2 separate regions of the Mus musculus genome follow, and region 1 is linked to region 2. Evidence: chromatin contacts called from public Hi-C data. All regions are on one chromosome and are shown on one strand. Each heading gives the region's core, a stretch centred on a gene start, on an enhancer-like site or on the middle of the called end of the contact. The rest is flanking DNA. Distances are from core to core; before and after follow the strand shown.

Region 1 (2,700 bases), core at 164-2,663, 430 kb before region 2:
CTGGGCCCGTCTATATCAGTCATTAATCAAGAAAATGACTAGTCTACAGGCCAATGGAATGGAGGCATTTTCTCAGGGTTTGAGGGTCCTTCTTCCCAGATGATCTTAGCTTATGTCAAGTTGACAAAAAGATAACAAACATACAGGGCTTAAGACAATACTGTTTGTTTGTTTGTTTGTTTGTTAGAGGCAGTGTTTCCCTAAAAGCCCAGTGGCCTCTTAAATTCTGAGACGATGGGTGTATGCCACCTTGAGAGCTCTAAGCACTTGTTACCTTCCTTGGGTTTATTATCATCTTCCTCTTCTGAGAAAGATGGGGGGATAGCACTTTGCCCTGCTAGGTGGGTCAGCAGCACTCACTTTGGGCAAGCTACTTCTGAGACCCAGGTCAGTGGTAGAGCAGATGCTCAGCATGAACTCTAAGGCCCCTCTGAGGTGCCGCACTACAGTACTAGACAATTACAATCAGGTATTTATGGAATGCTCTTTTCCTGAATATGCCTCTCCTTTGAATTTTTTTAAAGACAGGATTTTACTATGTAGCCCACGCTGGTCTTAAGTTTGCAATCCTCTGGCGGTCACTCCCCCCCTTTTCAAAAATTTCAAAAAAATTTATTTTATAACTATGTGTGCTTTGTCAGGTGAATGTAGGTACCGGGGAGGAGGAGCAAAGAGGCATTACCTGGAGCTGGAATTACAGTAAACTGCCCAAGTTGAACTCCTAATCATGCATGGTTTTGTCTATTTTCCTTCTTTTATTGTTTATATTTATTTGTTTTAATTTTTATTTTTATTGATTGAGACAAGGTCTCAACTTTTTAGCCTTGGCTGGCCTCCCACTCACAGAAAAACACCTGGCTCTGCCTCCTGAGTGCCAGACTTAAAGACATGCACCATCGATTGCTTTATTTATTTATAATACGAGTGGGTGTCTTGCTGCATGTCTGTCTGTCTGTCACTTATTTGCCTGGTGCCCGCAGAGCATCAGACCCTCTGGAAATAGTGTTGTGCGCCATCCAGTGGGTGCTGGGACTAAAACTTGGGTGCGCTGAGCCATCTCTCCAGGCCCTTCACCCATTTTTATGCATAAAACATAATCAATGCGTGGGAATTTTCCTTTCAGGGAGTAGGTGGAACATGCAGGTAAACTCAGCCAAGGAGACACAGTAGAGATACTTCCGGCTTGGACTGGCACTTCTAGAAACCGGCGAGAGCCCTCAGATCCTGGCTCCGAAAAGTCCCCGGAATTTCCTCTTTCTCCAACCCCATTGGCTTTAGTCTTTGGTCACCTGACTTATCCAACCAACGAGAGGCGGCTGCATCGGTACTTCCGCCTCTGTGTGCGAGTCACTATGCCCACCCCAGGAGCACTCTGATTGGCTCTCCTCTTGAAATTCGATCGCTTATTGGCCAGCGCTGGATTCGGCTCTCCAGCGGCAACCTAAAGCTGTGTCAGACAAGCCCGGCAGCCCAGGAGCCATGGCGTCTTATTTTGATGAGCACGACTGCGAGCCGTTGAACCCTGAGCGTGAGGCCCGCAACAATATGTTGCTGGAACTCGCGAGAAGAGTGCGCGGGGCTTGGAGCTGGGCCCCGGGCGGCAGGTTTCTGGGTTGGGGTTTGGCGGAGAGGGCGGGTTAACCTGGGAGGTGGGGTAAATAATGTTAGTCAGGGCGACGCGATTAGTCGAGTCGGAGTCGTTAATTTGGGCTATTAATGAGTAGGGCCCGCCAGGGGATCGTGGGAAAGACGAAGATAGAAAGGGTGGGTGTAGCAAAGGGAGGCACGGGACAAGATTGTCATGGGGGCGGACACGGCCTGTGCCCAAGTGTGTAAACTGGGTAGTGTTTTGCTAGTAATAAGCAAGGAGAGAAACTCACTGCTGTCCTGGAATCAACTTTGGCTTATTCCTGAACGACTTCTTTGAGACTGCTATTTCTAGTAAAATGGGAAAGTTGCCTGGAGTGATAGTGCACACCTTTAATCCAACTACTTGGGAGGTAGAAAGAAAAAGGGAAAAGCGAGCCGGGGTTGATTGAGAGCTGTGCTGGTGGGTTTGTTTCGTGTGTGTGTGTTTTGCTTAGAGACAATCTCACTATGTATCCCTGACTGGCCTCGAACTCACAGCCTCCCAAGTGTTGTGACTAAATGCATGGGCCACCACCTCTGGCTCCCACCCTACTGAGGAGCTCTTGTGCACTATTCGTTATTATTACTATTTTAGCCAGGACAGGTATTTCCCAGTGGATTATGGGGGCCGGAACTAGATGATTTCCTTAGTTCTGATTTATACTTTCTCCCTCAGATCACTCTTTAATAGGATGGACTTTGAGGACCTGGGATTGGTAGATTGGGAACACCACCTTCCCCCACCAGCTGCCAAGGCTGTGGTGGAGAGCCTCCCTAGAACAGTCATCAGTAGCGCCAAGGCTGGTGAGGACACAAGGCCTTTTTTGTTTTTTTTTTCTGTTTAGGGCAGATAAGCCAGACCTGCCTGCCTGCCGACTCCCCCTAGCCACCAACAATCTGGCCTGTTAGTGTTCTAGGCCAAGCCTGTGTCTGAGTGGGAGGTTGGGTTGGGCCTTAACTGCTCTCCTGATCGACACTTCCTCTTCAAGATCTCAAGTGCCCCGTGTGCCTTTTGGAATTTGAGGCGGAGGAGACTGTGATTGAGATGCCCTGCCATCATCTCTTCCATTC
Region 2 (2,700 bases), core at 162-2,661:
GTGATTATAGAGGTTAGGTTAGGTCAATGCCAGTCTCAGTGTGATGCTAAAAGAACCAACAAAATCAAAATCCCAGTAAGGAAGCAGGATGCAACGACTGGAAATCAACTACATCTAGGGCAGCTGCACATAGGAAAAGGCGTGTGGGTACTCACTGCTAGGCCTCTGGGGTGTGGACTTAAAAGAAAAGGCGTTGAGGCACTGAGTAACACATCTTAACCGCCCCAGATCTTAGTATTGTTCATATTAAAACACATATTACTTCTGCATAAACATTTTAGTAAATACTGTCTTGTTGTGTTGTCAAAGTTGGTCTCAAACTTATGATCCTCCTGCCTCTGCCAGCCAGAGATGACTCGGTGGGTAAAGGCACTTTCTACCAAGCCTGACACCTGACTTTGATCGCTGGGACCCACGTGACAGAAGGAGAGAACACATGATGGAAGGAGGAGACAAGTGTCTCTGAATTCCACACACATGCCTTGGCATGTGGATCCCTGACTTCTTCCCAAATAAAGAAATGCAGTAAGAAAGCAAAATAAAACAAAACAAAAAACTGCATAAGTCGTATGCTCATTGATGGGCGAAAACCAGAAGATACAAATTTTAAAGAATAAAAAGAGCACAAGAAATTTTCCCTTTTACAAGAAATTTTCCCTTTTAAGACAAACACTGATCCCACTTTGCCCTTTTAAACCCAGCCTGTCGGCTCCTTTGACAGAACAGCTTTTCCTCAAAGCTGACGTTACACACCACAAGGACATATTAAAAAAAACAAAAAAACCCAAAAAAACCCAAAAACAACAAAAACTGCATAAAGGTAAGGGGCCCAGAGGATATGGACCCAGAGGTAATCACCTCTCTTTCTAGTCCCATCTGTGTCACAGAGTTAAGAAGCAGGAGGAAACAGGTCTTGAAGCCTTCTGTGGCCCACCTGTGAGGGCACACTGGGAAGCTGACCAGGGTAAGCCTGTCAGCTGGGCTGTGAAGACATGCCCCCCTCCCCCCACAGTCCTTGTCAGTTCTCCTCAAAGTTCCCTTGGCTGGAGCAGGGTAGCAGCCCTAAGATAAGCAGTCTGTATTTTGGCTGCCTGAGGAATTCCAACCTTCCTGCCCCCACAGGCGAGTCCTGCATGTTTCCAAGGAGACCTGAACTCTGAGGAGTCCTCTGAGCAGCTGCCCAGGGCACTGGCTGCTCTGTGCGTCACACAGCCTGAGGTTTTCTTTCCTCAGTGTCTCAAGGGAAAAGTTGCCCAGATCTGTGGCTCAGTCCCAAGAGCCCAGGTTGGGCCTAGAATCTGAGACTAGTGAATCCATTGTAAGCAAATTCACTGCAGCTGGGAAGAGATGTAGGCCAGTCTGCCAGGCACTTGCCAATCCAAACAGAAATCTCCCCTTGCCAACCCAAACCCAAGGCCTTTCCTTTCTCTTGTCACTAAATAAATACTGTGGTGAAAATTAGTGTGCCCCAGTGCCCGGGTTAAGAGTTTGCAGGGGCAGGCGTGGGGCCAGAGGCTGCTCAGGCAGCCAGGCAGAGAAACAAGCCTAGGTTATCCTGAACACTTCCTTCTTGTTGAGCCTCAGGGGAAAGGGCAGTGGTTACCCCCATCACAGAGAAACTACAATAACCTTTCTGCCAACCCTTCCCCCCGACCTAACCTGTAAGTTCATCTTTAGTTTCCTTCCCGTTCACCTCTCCCAGCCCTTAGAAGTGCATGCATGCCTATGTCAAAGCGTCCTCTATGTACATAACATTATTGACAATGTGACATTCTGAGTCCTAGGACCTGATGGAAGGACCCCTTGTGTTTTCTGTCTTTGCACAGGAATGGGGAACTCAAACAGAGAGATGGGTGCATACATAGGGATGCACCATGTGGTGAGAGCAAGAAGCAAGGGTAGGATGAGGGAGGGTACACTACGTGTGCTGGGGAACACACGCTTTTCAGGAGTAGTAAAATACGGTCTGCAGCCTGGCTACCTGGTTTTGTAAATATTTTTGGATGCACATCCATTTGTCTACACTGGCTTTCACACTATATAGTAAGAGCTCAAGACCAATTAAGGCTGAAATAGTTACTCTGACCCTAGGGAAAGAGGGCTGGCCTGAGACTTGAAGGAGCAGCAGGATTCAGCTCCAGCGTCACAAGGAAGGCAGAGAAACAACATCTGCAAACCCCAAGAGGAGATGGAGCCAGCTGACCAGCTGCGGTGAGAGGTGATCGGTGGCCTTCTGAACTTGCTGAGGATTCGGGCCCAAGTTGGAAGATGAAGAACTGAGCCCCGAGCACTCACCCTCACCGCTCCTGAAGAACTCTCACTGGCTTCACGAGAAGTGCCTAGCACACTGCGGCTGGGCGCGCTCCCTCAGTGGAGCTCCTGTCCCACCACCCTTTGCCTGTCCCCACCTGAGTCCACAGCAGTCATCAGGCCATGTGAGGAAGCATCCCGATACACCTCTGACTTATCTTTATACTCCAAGAGCAGCAGGCCATTTCTGATTTACTCTTCAATTTACTCTTACCTGCTTACTGCCTATTTCCTCAGTGTAAAGGCTCTGAAATCTGCCTCCTTCTCAGGACTAAAGAACTCCATTAACTACAGACAAGAAACAAGTGTAGACACAAAACCTGCAAGGGATCCCCTCACCCCAAATTCCCAACTGCTCCCACACTGTGTACGCTGAGAGGACTTCATCTT

What was found. A called contact is a pair of places that touch in the nucleus more often than the background predicts.
Region 1: a contact with region 2 is called in a Hi-C map of Sertoli cells, with 7 times the contacts expected there. The contact joins the promoter of Rnf181 here to the enhancer-like site in region 2. A contact is called at or near these places in 4 of 39 promoter capture datasets (the 3T3-L1 cell line, the C10 cell line, cranial neural crest and 1 more), 1 of 484 Hi-C or Micro-C datasets (Sertoli cells) and 3 of 9 other capture datasets (adipose tissue, liver and pancreatic islet).

Annotation. Positions count from the first base shown.
Region 1 is chr6:72,361,145-72,363,844 of GRCm38.p6, reverse strand. It overlaps Rnf181 (ring finger protein 181), which reads left to right and starts at 1,413. Exons shown (of 5, transcript NM_025607.4): 1 at 1,413-1,604; 2 at 2,306-2,433; 3 at 2,619-2,700. The coding sequence starts at 1,480.
Region 2 is chr6:71,932,817-71,935,516 of GRCm38.p6, reverse strand. All of the region lies in intron 12 of Polr1a (polymerase (RNA) I polypeptide A), which reads right to left. Among named protein-coding and RNA genes, the nearest start is that of Polr1a, 25 kb to the right of the region's middle. Within about 2 kb of position 1,411, at least 131 of the 459 cell types and tissues checked have an H3K27ac peak or open chromatin away from gene starts, as enhancers often do. A contact at or near this core is called in Sertoli cells, adipose tissue and liver, where this site is marked.